2 separate regions of the Mustela erminea genome follow, and region 1 is linked to region 2. A link is a contact called in public Hi-C data. All regions are on one chromosome and are shown on one strand. Each heading gives the region's core, a stretch centred on a gene start, on an enhancer-like site or on the middle of the called end of the contact. The rest is flanking DNA. Distances are from core to core; before and after follow the strand shown. Region 1 holds the start of MUL1 (mitochondrial ubiquitin ligase activator of NFKB 1). Region 2 holds the start of DDOST (dolichyl-diphosphooligosaccharide--protein glycosyltransferase 48 kDa subunit).

Region 1 (6,836 bases), core at 1,104-3,603, 130 kb after region 2:
GAAAAGTCACTCCGTTCTCTAGCCAGCAGATTCCATTCTATGTGAATAACCAATATTATCAGCTTTTTTTGAATCCTTCTAGACATATATAAATGTATATATTTTTCTTCCTCCTCTTTAGTTTTTTTAAAGATTTTATTTTATTTATTTGACAGACAGAGATCACAAGTAGGCAGAGAGGCAGGCAAAGAGAGAGGGGGATGTAGGCTCCCTGCTAAGCAGAGAGCCCTATGCGGGACTTGATCCCAGGACCCTGGGACCATGACCTGAGCCGAAGGCAGAGGCTTTAACCCACTGAGCCACCCAGGCACCCTTGACAGTGTTTTAATAGTTAATTTGCTTTGGGAATTTTTTTGTAAACTACTCTATGAAATGGAAAACTTTGGATGAAAATGCTTATTTATTTAATTTTTAGAGATTTTATTTATTTGTCAGAGAGAGCACACAAGCAGGGGAAGTGGCAGACAGAGGAAGCAGCAGGCTCCCTGCCGAGCAAGGAGCCCCATGTGGGACTTGATCCCTGGCAGATGCTTAAATGAGCCACCAGGTGTCCTGAAAGTGCTTTTTTTTTTTTTTTTTAAATACTGCCAACTGTTTTGTTTTTGTTTTTGTTTTTTTAGATTATTTATTTATTTATTTGACAGAGATCACAAATAGGCAGAGAGACAGGGAGAGAGTGAGGAGGAAGCAGGCTCTTGCTGAGCAGAGAGCCCGATGTGGGGCTGGATCCCAGGACCCTGGGATCATGACCTGAGCCGAAGGCAGAGGCTTTAACCCACTGAGTCACCCAGGCACCCCTCTTCCTCCTCTTTAAAATAAATGGGATATTTAAATAGTTTTGCATTTTGCTTTTTCACTTTAAGATGCCCACATACATGTACATTTAAAACTTATTTAACAAATTAACTATTGATAATGTGTTAGTTGTTTTCATTCTTTTGTTATTAAAAACAATGCTGCAATGAATAATCTTGTATATTTGCCTTTCAGATGTGTAACTATTTATGGAGGAAGAATCTCTGGAGGTGGAATTGCTAGGCCAATAAGTGTGGGCACTTTTAATCTTGATCATCACTGCCTAATTGTTCTTTACAAAGAACATCCAGTTTCACACCCATAAGTGATATATGGGAATCTCTTTTCCTTCACTGTTGCCAACATGATGTGTTATTAACTTTGGACAGCTATTTATTTGATTGGTCGCTTGTTTGACAGAGACAGAGGGAGAGGGAGAGAGAACACACGCAGGGGGAGTGGGAGAGGGAGAAGCAGACTTCCCACCCAGCAGGGAGCCCGGATGATGCAGGGCTCGCTCTCAGGACCCTGGGATCATGATCTGAGCTGAATGAAGGCAGATGCTTAAGGACTAAGCCACCCATGTGCCCCTTGATTTAATTTTAAGTGTATGTGTGTGTGTGTAACAAATTTATGATCACTTCTTGGGTCGAAAATCATCAAAATTATCTGGGGGTGTTAACAATCTGGAGATTCTAAACCCATATTCACAGAAAAGTAATTCTTGTTTGACTCGAAGGGTAATTAAGGAATGTGGTAGAAAAATGTCACAGAGAACCCGTTTCTTTCATAAAGAGATTTTACTCTTGTGGAGCAATTTACAGATTTTAGATGCATTTTAAATGCATTGATTTCGATTTCGGGCATCTTCTGATTATTTTAGTAAGGAAATTACTAAAGAGGTCAGAAGATAGTCTGAAATCTGCCCCATAGTCGTGTTGTGAGGATTAAATAGGATGTCTGCAAAACTTTTGTCACAATACCCGGCGTATAATAGGCGCTCAATAAAGTAGCTCTAGTTATTAGCCAACAAACAATAGGTTACTTGCTGCGATGACAGATTAAGGGGCTGCTGAGGTGGTAAAATCTGCCCTCTTGGCAGTAAGGGCTCTGGAGCCCGATGGATTTCTCTCCGGCAGTGTGACTTTGAGCCCATCCCCTAACTTCCCCCGCCTCAGTTTTCGCATCTGGAAAGTGGAAGAATAAAATCCAAGGCTCGAGGTTTGCCCTGAGTTTACACGTGCAGTACTCCCAAGGGCTTGCTACACACTACTTCTCTCCTTTCCTCTCAGTCTACTGACTGGAGCTATCAAGAACCCATCCAACAACCCGATAACCCAGAAAACCAGAGGGATCGAGAGCAGGGGGCGCGGGCACGCCCCTCGCCACCAGTACACCGCGCGTCTAGCAAAAGGTCACTGGCGACTAGCGATCCCCAACTACCCCGGCACTAACAGCTCGCCCCGCCCCTCGGCGAGGGAGACCCCGCCCCTGCGGAGGCTCCGGCAGCTCCGCGGCCCCACGAGCACCTCGGCTACGCCGTCTTCCGGTCGACTCGGCCCCGCCCACTTCCGGCCCGGCGCGACCAGGAGCGGGTTTCCGGAAGGGCGGGTTGGGTTGGGGGCGCGCTCCGGGGCGGAGGGCGGCGGAGCAAGGGGGGCGCGCGGCCTGACCTCGGCGTCGCCGCCGGCACGCGGGACTCCGCGCAGCCATGGAGAGCGGAGGGCGGCCCTCGCTGGGCCAGTTCCTCCTCTTGGGCACCAGCTCTGTCGTCACCGCCGTCCTGTACTCCGTGTACCGGCAGAAGGCCCAGGTCGCCCAAGAGCTCAAGGTCAGTGCTGGAGCCAGCCTGGCCTCAGCCGGCTCACCCCTGCCCCCCGGGAGTGGTGTGAGCCCGCCGCTCGCCTCGCGCCGCTCCAGCGTCCGAAACGGCCCTAAAGAGGAAGTCGGCCCCTGAGAGATGTCGCCCCGCCAGGCACGGGAGGAGCTAGGATCAGAATTCGGGTCTCGTGATAACCGCTGCCCGGCCCCTCTTCTCCTCAGCCGCCCCCGTTCCTCAGAATCTCGACTTCATTACTTGATTGGACAAATACTTAGGGGCGGCCTGCGCGGCTCCAGGCACTGGGGCTCTGGCATGGGTAGAAGAGACAAAAGTCCCTGCCCTCATGGAGATTCCATTCCCCTACGGCGAGACAGACAGAGAGTAGCTCAGATGGTATGACAGACGGGGAGAAAAATACTGCAGACTCAGGCGGGGAAGAGGGGGAATGCAGCGCTGGAGAAAGGGAGGGTTGCTATTTCAAAGAAGGTGACGTTTAACAGAGCCCAGGAGGAAGCGAGGGAGACCGGGCAGGTGTCTAGGGGAAGAGCGGTTCACGCGGGGGGAGCAGCCAGTGCAGGAGCCCTAGACCTTGCCCATTGACGTAACCACTCACGTCCTTGCTTCTACAGACGCTTCCTTTTTAATATTTTAGTTATTTTTAAAAATAACGCTTGCTTTCTTAGGCTGCCCTCGACAGCTTAGCACATTCTCATCTTGTTACTTTTTTCTTCACAATGATTATTTTAAAAGATTTTATTTATTTATTTGACAGACGGGAGATCACAAGTAGGCAGAGAGGAGGGAGCCAGAGCCGGATGTGGGGCTTGATCCCAGGACCCTGGGATCATGACCTGAGCTGAAGGCAGAGGCCTTAACCTCTTAACCAGAGAGCCACCCAGGCACCCCTACAGTAATTTTTTGGGGTAGGGAAAACGACAGTCATCTCCAGATTGCAAATTGGGAAATGGAGACGCAGAGCAAAGGTCTTACAGCTCCTCTGGTTGGGACTTGAGCTTAGATCTTTTGATTCCAAGTGTAGGCTTTTTTTTTTTTTTTTTTTCCTCCTCATCGATCACATTGCTTTATTGTGAATGTCTGACTGGCCCATGAGAGGTGGACCTCTTTAGGTCAGAAACCGTCTTATTTATCCTCCCCCCCCCCCCCAGGTTCTGACTCAGTGGTAGATGCTTAGTAAATGTTTGTGGATTCCTTTTGGCTGAAATACCACAATGTCACAGTAGCACAGTTCGGGCTTCTTCACTTGACATTTATTTGAAGAAGGATTCCTAAACCTTAGTTCATTATCATCATACTGTTTTCAGGAAGGGCTTAGAAACCAGTGTGTGAAATCCCTGCTGGGGAAGGGAGTTTGGTAATCCATCTGAAATGAAGCAAGTTACCAGACAGTTGGATTTGTGGTGCAAGTGGCCTCCTAGGGAATTCCAGCTGCCCAGTTGCTTGTCTGATTGTAAATAAGCAAATTTACTGCTGAAGTCAGTGACTGGAGGTATAACCGATACTTCACTTTCTGACCCTAGAAGTTTGAAATCAGGCTGGCCGAATGTGGGACGTTTGAAGCAGTGAACTCTCCAGGATCCCATTTTGGGTGACCTTAAAAGTTTTGCCAGTCAGTTTCCAAATGAGGATGAAATAGCCCCTTCCTGGAAAGAGTTGGAATTCCTAAAATTTTAGATGCTAGTTTCTTGATCAGATTATAAAACCTCCAGAGTAGGTTTGAGTCTTATCCTTGTGTAGCTCTCATAGTGATGGGAATGGCTCTTTATGGCTTGCCTACACGTGCCAGCTCCTGGGTTAGATTCCTTCACACCTTATGCATCATTTATTTTTTATTAATTTTTTTTAGGATTTTATTTATTAGAGCGAAAGAGAGCATGAGCAGTGGGAGAGGAAGAAGCAGACTCCCTGCTGAGCAGGGAGCACCTGGGGAGCCATCCCAGGACCCTGAGTCATGACCTGAACTGAAGGCAGACGCTTCACTGACTGAATCACCTGGGTGTCCTTCCGTCATTTAATACACATAAAAATCAGTGACCGTTTCCTCTCCGTTTTCTACAGCTTTGGAAACAGGTTCAGGTTGTTCAGTCATGGTAGATGCACTGAAACTTGATTCAACCCCAGGTCTTTCTGATCGTATTCCCTCTCCCCATTAAAAAAATTCTAACTGGCTCTCCTGTGGTGGATACTCTTCCCGCTGTATGACTTGGAGCAAAGCACTTCACCTCTCTGAGCCTCTGGTTCCTGATCTTTAATTGGGGATAATGTCTTCTGTATAGGGACAGTAGGAGCATTACATGCATTTATGCTTTTAAAGTGTTTAGCGTAGTGCCTGGTATATGCACTTGACTTTTGAACAAAATGGGTTTGAAATGTGCAGGTCCATTTACATGCAGATATTTTTTCAGTAAATACAGTACTGTAAATGTATTTTCTCTCATGATTTTTTTTTTAAAGGATTTTACTTATTTTTTTGAGGGAGAGTGACACTGCGAGAGAGGGAACACAGGGAGGGGGCATGGGAGCCGGAGAAGCAGGCTTCCTGCAGAGCAGGGAGCCCTAGGTGGGGCTCAGTCCTACGACCCTGGGATCGTGATCTGAGCCAAAGGCAGATGCTTAACTGACTGAGCCACCCAGGCGCCCCTCATGATTTTTAAAAAGTCTTTTCTCTAGCTTGCTTTATTGTAGGAACACAGCCTATGATACATATAACCTACAGAATATGTGTTGATTGACTGTTTAGGTTATCAGTAAGGCTTCTGGTCAACAGTAAGCTCCCGAGTAGTGAAGTTTGGGAGCCAGATTTATATGCAGAATGCAGAGTTTCGACAGCGTGGCGGGTCAGTGCCCCTCACCCCTGTGTTGTCCAAGGGCCAGTGGTAGTCTAAGTGATGATTCATTCACTGACTACATACTGAGTGCCTGCTGTGGGTCAGGCACTGTTCTTGCTTGGCCCTAGGGGGACAGCAGTGAACGAGGCAAGTGAGGTCGCAGCTGTCCTCCAGTGTAATAGTCCGGGGGAGGGACACAGAACAAAGGAGTCAGTAGACTGTAAGTGTTAGTTGCTGGGTGGTTATTGTACTATGTTCACACTGCAGGTGGTTCGTCAGTTTGGTTTGACCCTGCTCCTGTCATGCACTGTGCAGGTCGAGCTTCAATTTTGAGCGACCTCAGTGACCTTAGAGTACCCATCCCTCTTCACGCCTCAAGGGCTTACTTAGCTGGCAACCTTCAGATTTTTTTTCCCATCCTTCCAATTTGTCGATGGCAGTTCCCTGGAAGCGGGAAGTGTCCTTGATTCATCCCTGAATCCCCCGTGCCCAGCCCACATGGATACTCAGGAACCGGTCATTGGTTTTATTAATCTCTTTATTTTCGATACAGCAGTGCCAGGCTGGCTTGGTCCCCTTGCACAGCAGGTTGGAAAGTGAATGAGAGTGGGTGGCCCACCATTGCCTGAGCCCCTGCCGTGTCCGAGGCACTGGCGCGGCTGCCTTCCACAGCAGCCCTCTAGGCGCGTGGCTCTGTGTCATCGTCAAGAAGAGATGAAATTGTGTTTTGTCTGTGGCATGAAAACCAATAAGTCCCTTTCATATTTTCACTTAAAAAAAAGTTAAAATGAAGAGGAGGGTGTGTTTCCGTTAACTGGGGAGAGAATGTCCCCGGCACCCCCGTTTGGAGGGCGACAGATGCTGGTTATGTGGAGAAACTTCTGGGGCACAGCTTGGGAGTGTGACTCTCCATCCTCTCCTTCCTGCCTGATTTCCTTGTTCTCTGTTCATTACGTGAAAAAAGTAAATAGGCTTTTTTCGTGTTGGGCCTGTCAGTGTGGTAGAACATGGAGTTTTCAGCAGCTGGTTGAATGTGTTGTTTCCATTTAGGGAGCTAAAAGAATCCACTTGGGTGAAGACTTAAAGAACATTCTCTCGGAAGCTCCAGGAAAATGTGTGCCTTACGCTGTTATTGAAGGTATGTTTATTGGCAAAATTAAACATTTCCTCTTCTCCAAGTTTGATGAAAAATCTTCTTGGCTGATATTGAGGTCCTTTAGTTTGGGGCAGTGGTCCAGAACCTGGACCTTGGGGTCAGGAAGATCTGTGTGATCCTGGTGCAATTACCCAGCCTTTCAGAACCTCCCTTACCCCATCTGAACAAGCATTCCAACCTTTCAGGGGGGTTGGAGAGCTGAAATGATGGATCCTTG
Region 2 (6,506 bases), core at 1,025-3,524:
GGGCATCTGTGAGACTGCCAGGCCGCCGCCCGCCAGGGCAGCCCCAGCCAAGCCTCCTCCCCACTGCCCCCACGGTGTCCGGATGCTCGAGAGGGGTCCTTGCCCTGGGAAGAGGCTTTCCCTTCCCTGTTACCCATCCTTGCGGAGGTGCGCTCCGGCTCTCCACGCCACACCAGTGTTCTATTTGCTCACCTGCCACAGCCCACCGCGCGTGCCCCCAACCCCTGTTCCGTTACTCTGTGCCTTGATGGGCTCAGAAACCTCACGGCATTCACCAGCAGCCCCGACAGAGTGGGCAGCAACTTCCGTGTTGATCAAGGACAGGATCTCGGTGATAGACCATCATGCCTCTGTCTACAGGCCAGGAAGCTGGATGGTGTGGGCACAGGAGTCCTGGAGCTCACACCCAGCTGCTCTGTGGCCTAGAGGAGGCTTCCCCACATGAGGCTGCCCCAATAAACTGCCTTTTCCCGATGAGCTCCCTTCCCTAGTCCTCTGACAGTGTCACTGGGGCCCCTCCTGCCATGGCTGCCTGGCCTTCACGGGGAAGCGCGTTTTGGAGCGGTGTTTCTTAACTACCTGATGCCTTTAAAACCGGGCTGTGGGGTTCCGCAACTCCCCACACTCATGAGTACAAGTGCATTTTTCTGGGGCAAGCACCTCATTCAATTCTCCAAAGATCTGAGTAAGGAAAGCAGATCCCTTGTTTTGGACAATAAAGATTGTGTCTTGCTGAAACCCAGAAAAAGGCCAGGGGTGTGTCCTCAGGGGCTGTGCTGGAACTGGGTGCCCTGAAGTGGCCAGGAATGAGGCCAGGTCATCCGGGCTACTGAGGGCACAGCCCTCCCCTTGCCCTTCGTATCCCAGGCCTGCCCTGCAGGAGGGCCCCACCATCTGAGGGAAAAGGCCTGGCCTTTGGTTGAAGAGGAGACTCATTTCGCCCTGGGCTCCATCTGTGAGAGGGAAACAGCTGCCTCCTAGGGGTATAGTGAAGGTTCAGTGAGAGTTAAGTGATGTTCCCAGCAGGTAGCAGGTGCCCCGTATTAGTCCCCCTTGTTTGTTCTTCTCTGCATTTTGCATTAATTACTGTGGTGGGTCCCAAAAGCCACATGCCTGGGCCAAGCTCACGCCCTGGGGATCAGTCTAACTGTAGGCAGGCTGCAGTACCTGTGTTGAGAAGAAGAAAGATCGGGTGTTTATGGGGAACAGAGTGCCCTTGTGAAGGACAGGGCTATCATAAAGGGTGGAGAAGATCCTGGGGGCCTTAAGATGGGAATGGGGGGAGGGCATGAGCAAAGGCAAGAGGTGGAGTGTGTCTGTTGGAGCCCTGCAGCAGGGAAGCCCTGAGCAGGGCTAAGAGGAGGATGTGGCTGCCAAGATCAGCTTCAAGAGAGACCTGAGGAGTCTTCGGTGTCCCCGAGCTGTGGCAGACTCCTAAGCCACCGAATGGCATCACTGGGTCTGAGTTCCAGGGGGACCGATGTGGGATCATACGCAGAAGGGCGGGACTGCTGGACTGGGGCCCCCCGCAGGGGTGAGGCTGAACTCACATAGGAGCCAGTGGAGACGGAGAGGAGGTAGAATCAGTTAAGGAGACGGATGGAGGTTGATTTTGACTTTTGCGCTTCGAGGACAAGTGTGAAAGGTCAGAACAGCTACCTTCTCTCTCCGCGATTACCTTCACCCATTTGCCCCAGGATTGTGGCTGGGACCAGAGAGTCACCGAAATCTTGGAACTGATTGCGGCAGCTTTTCCTCAGACCCGTGGTGGGGCCGATGCTCAGCCTCACTCTGCACCGGGTGCTTCAAACCTGTCCTCGAGCTCCCACGAGCCCAGGCTTTTTTCAAAGGCCGCAGGTGAGCGGGAGAGCTGGGCCTCGCCGTCGTTTCTATTTCCAGCCTAACCCTAACCGAGGAGGTGATCCCTGGCGGCCACCACCGCCCCAGGTCCCAAGAGGGACGCAGGTCTGAGGAAGAGGCGGGATCTGGGGTCCCGGCGGGAGTCCGGACTCGGCGGAGCCTACGGCCGTTCGGCCTTGTTGACTGGCTGCGGCTGCGGAGCTGTCTTTCTAGGATTGAACCTTTTCCGTTGAGGAGGCGGGACCTCTCGCCCCTTCCGCCAATAGGGTTCAGAGACTCCGCCCCCAACCGGGGCACTTCCGGTGATGCTCTCCCATCATCTCCGCCCCGGCGGCGGCCCCGGCTGCCGGGCCGCGGCGTACCAAGATCACTTCCGGGTGTTACTCCAAGACCGCGAGCTGCGATTGGGCAGCCTAGACGGGGCGCTTCCGGTGCCCAGGTGCTTGGGTTCTTGGCAGAAGGAAGAAGATGGAGCCCGGCGCCGCGGCCCGCGCTTGGTCTCTCCTGTGGCTGCTGCTGCCCTTGCTTGGCCCGGCCTGCGCCAGCGGTCCTCGCACCTTAGTGCTGCTAGACAACCTCAACCTGCGGGAGACGCACTCGCTTTTCTTCCGAAGCCTGAAGGGTGAGACCGGGGCCCGAGGGCGCAGTGGGGGAAAGTCGGGTTGGAAAAGCTCCCGAGCCCCAGGGCAGGGACTACTCTCCCTCCCTCCTTCCGATTTTCCACGAAGAGGCTGTCCACTCTAGCCTCTCGCTCGCGGGGGGCGGTCGAGGTCTCTGCAGCGGTGCTTTTCCCTGGCGTCCCGTCTGCCTCAGCTCCCTGTTCTTCTCGTCCAGACAGGGCCTTTGAACTCACATTCAAGACCGCAGATGACCCGAGCCTGTCCCTCATTAAGTACGGGGAGTTCCTCTACGACAATCTCATCATCTTCTCCCCCTCGGTAGAAGGTAAGTGCTGCACGTCGCTCCCAGAACTGGGATTCAAGGCCCACGATTGATTGATCTTTTTCTTCTGGATCTTGTGCATTTTCTGGGTCATGGCATGGGTCACCAGCCCTGGACACTGCTGCTACCGGGGAAGAGGAAAATGTTCACTTCTGACCTGGGCCTGGGAAGGAATGTCTCCTTTCTAAAAGACACACCTGAGGGTTGTGGGCTCAGGTGTTGCACAGACGGTGGAAGTGCAGGCCCTGCTACCCTGAGAAGGGGGTTTTCTCTATAAAGGGTCTGGTGGGAAAGAACAGAGAGTGCCCCTGCTTGGGTTGGCTTCTGTGGGGAGAGAAAATGGCATGTTATTAAATAGTTTGTCTGCAGAGGCATTGTGATAATTGATGGTAAGAATTGAGATGGATTCGGTTTCTGATGGCTAGAACATTAGCCATAATTTAGCCCAGCCCCCTACTGGAGACTGGATGGGTATGTCCAGGGCCTAGCAGAGAGCTGGTTGTTGAACAGAATGAATGTCTTCGCTGGCTTATCCAATTGATACGTCAGCATTCCTGTGACAGCTTACAAGTTGTGCCCAGGTGGATGGGAATGTCACCGAGAAGGGAGCGAGCTGTAGGTGAGAAGGGCTGGGGGAAGGCCGAGCTAGGCTCTTGCTTTGGGAATGTCAGAGAAGCTAAACAGTGTTTCTCAAATCTTAGTCATTTCTGTACCTCCTTCCTGATTTTTACTGTATTCCACATCACCCATTAATACTTAATGTTCCTTTAAATTGACCCCTTTAAAAAAAGGAAAAAAAGAAAGAACAAAACTCTAACAGCATTTTGAAAGGAAACCAGTGCTGAACCCAGTATCTCCACTAAAAATGGAGAGCTGGTATCATCACTTCTTTTCACTAAAACCTAACTATAAATAGTGTAAACACTGTTAAGTTCTAGCCAGCTTCTGTTGCCTGCTGAAGGCACGGAGTCAGGCTTCCACGTAAAGGAGGCTAGCAAACATTAGAGAAATGTTAAGATCAATATCAAAGTAAGACATTCTCTTTGATGGGGCAAGCTTGAAAAATCATTGGAAAAGGAAGAAGGTCTCTCTGAGATTCAGTGTTTAAAGCTCTGCCCCACATGTACTTTTTCTGCGCATAGCACAGAAGTCCCGCATGCTACAGGAAAGCTGCATGGGTACTCCTGGGGAGAAGACTTGTATGTGCTGGGGGCAGTTTAGGGTAAGAACTTGGCCTTGGCTCTGTGGTGCTGTGACTGGTTATCCCCCTCAGGTGTGAGAACCCTGGCCTGGCTTCCTTCTCCATCCCCCTGGGTTCCTCCCTGACTTCGGGATTAGGAAGCTCCCAAGTCACATGCACTGCTGGCATAGAAGAATGGTCCTTTAGCACATCCTTTGTACCCGGAAAAGACTACAGAAAGGTGGAGAGGTGTCCTAGATTCAAGCCCAGGTAGCTCCATCTCACAGCCTGGATTCTTGCCACTGTACAAAGATTTCTCAACAGTGGCGCTTCTGGACATTTGGGACTGGATAACACTGTTGTAGGGGGTGGTCTTGGGCACTGTAAGATGTGTAGCAGCATTCTGAACCTGTGTCGCACTAGATGGCAGTAGCCACCTCCAGACATTGCTCGTAGGGCAGAATTGCCCCTGGCCGGGAACCACACTGTCCACTGTGCTTGGAGCTGCTTTTGAATTGTCTGACCCTACCTGGCCTGTCTGTAGGAGTGGGGATAGAGGGCTTTCCGAATGTAGTAGAAGAGGTGAAGTTGCAGGTACAGAATGTTCTGTCAGTGCCTGAAGGTAAGGTAAACTGCTTTTTTGTTTTTTTTCCTGAAAATGACCCCTCAGAAGGCCATTCTCATAGTTGTATCTGTACATAGTCCTATTACAGACTCATAATGGACGTGTGACGGACAGACTTCTCTCTCCAGTCTCAGTGCACGGCACTTGCTTGAGCTGGAAATCTTGGGGTTGCCCTTAGCGCCCCCCTCTCTCTCATACCCTGTATCTGGTCCATAACAGGCCCTGCTGACTTTACCTTCAGAATAGGACTGAGGCCCCCCTCCCACTTCCCCCCTGTCTTCCTCCTCCTCCTCTCTTCCTTCCCTCCCTACCCTTCTCTCTTCACTGCCTGGATCATCACAGTGGCCTCCTAACCCACTGCTCTGCTTCCGTTCTAGTCCCCGTACCCGATTCTCCACCGAGCTGCCAGACTCGTCCTTTAGAAATAAAAAGCAGGTCATGTTGGTGTCCTGTTCGAAAACCTCCAATGGCTCCTCCTCATGGCCAACCTCACAGGGGCCTGTAGAGCCTCGTGAGCCGCCCTCCCCGCTTCAGCACGGCCTCACCTGCTTCTGCTCGCCCCTTCACACTCCAGCTGAGCCACACTGGGCTCCTTGCTGGGACAGGCTCACCTGCCTCGGGGACCCCACACCTGTCATTCTCGATGCCCCCCATGCTGCCTGGGCCACTCTCACAACTCAGATGCTACTTGCCCTGGGTCTTCCCGGACATCCTGTATATGTAGCTCCCTCCCACTGTCCTTTTCTTTCCGCAGAAAAGAAATAACGTTCTTGTAATGACTAAGTGATTTCCTAAGCACTCCCTCCATTACTTTATGTTGAACATCAGGTTGTACTTTGGGGAAGACTCTTGATCTGCTTCTGACTAGGATTGACTGACCAAAGAAAGATACCATCTCATAAGTACAAAGGTTGGAAGTTAATGTGCCTTTTTAGGGATCACTTTAATAAAAGCATGGAGTCGTTCTGTTATGGCTCTTGTGGATCTAAATCATAGGATTAATAGGGGGAAAAGTTATGCATGTTGGTATATGAGTACTAGTGTTAAGTGACTGCATCATGCTCATTTAGAAGTGCTCATTCTAAGACAATTTAGATGGAAGTGAAATTGATGGGTTCTAGAGGACTGTCAGCCGGAAGTCACTCCAGTGATGACAGAGATACTGATGTGAAAGGCGCAGGTGGTGAGTTTGAATGAAGTTGTATCATGACATATGAGTGGGAAAATGCAACTTTTCTGAACATACATTTTATATGTGATTTGAAATGTGCATAACTAACTTGACAGCTATAATTGGTAGGTGTTTGTCTCTGTCATTTATACTTCTCAAAGTTAAAAGCTTATGAATTCAAGTCATTCCTTTAAGATCTTCAGTTTGGGGAAACAGGCATATATGGTAAATGACCGTCTCGTTGTGGGCCGCAGAGGCTGGGATGGATCGTGGCTGGTCGGCGGTCCAGCCTCCCTGCCCACGTGTCCGAGGAGCACTCTGGCTCAGTCAGTCTGGTGCTTCTTTCAGATTTTGGAGGCAACATCAATGTGGAGACTATCAGTACCTTTATTGACGGTGGAGGCAGTGTCCTGGTGGCTGCTAGCTCAGACATTGGTAAGTCTGAATTGGGAAGGTCTAGTGCTTTCCCTCATTTCTCTGGGAAGCTTGGCGAGTTTTACAAGTGGAAGCTGCCAGATTGGTGCTCACTAGGCGGGCTGAGCAGTGAGTATGGGAACTCCAGAGCCATTCAGTCCCTCCTGTGCTCCTGTGACCAGAGATGTTGGGCCTCTTAAGGGCTGGGGGCCCTGTTTTTTCCCTTTGTTTTGTTTTTGTTCATGTTGGTGGGACTCCCCTTACAAAAAGATGACAAGTCGGGGCTCCTTGGGCAGACCTCAGAGCATTTTGGT

The links. Hi-C and Micro-C count contacts between places; a contact is called where the count stands out from the background.
Region 1: a Hi-C map of spleen shows a contact between it and region 2, with 4 times the contacts expected there. The contact joins the promoter of MUL1 here to the promoter of DDOST in region 2. A contact is called at or near these places in 2 of 3 Hi-C or Micro-C datasets (skeletal muscle and spleen).

What each region holds. Positions count from the first base shown.
Region 1 is chr10:95,241,100-95,247,935 of mMusErm1.Pri, forward strand. It overlaps MUL1 (mitochondrial ubiquitin ligase activator of NFKB 1), which reads left to right and starts at 2,354. Exons shown (of 4, transcript XM_032302110.1): 1 at 2,354-2,626; 2 at 6,514-6,601. The coding sequence starts at 2,507.
Region 2 is chr10:95,108,956-95,115,461 of mMusErm1.Pri, forward strand. It overlaps DDOST (dolichyl-diphosphooligosaccharide--protein glycosyltransferase 48 kDa subunit), which reads left to right and starts at 2,275. Exons shown (of 11, transcript XM_032303815.1): 1 at 2,275-2,482; 2 at 2,695-2,805; 3 at 6,127-6,213. The coding sequence starts at 2,329. It overlaps KIF17 (kinesin-like protein KIF17), which reads left to right. Exons shown (of 16, transcript XM_032303812.1): 16 at 1-767.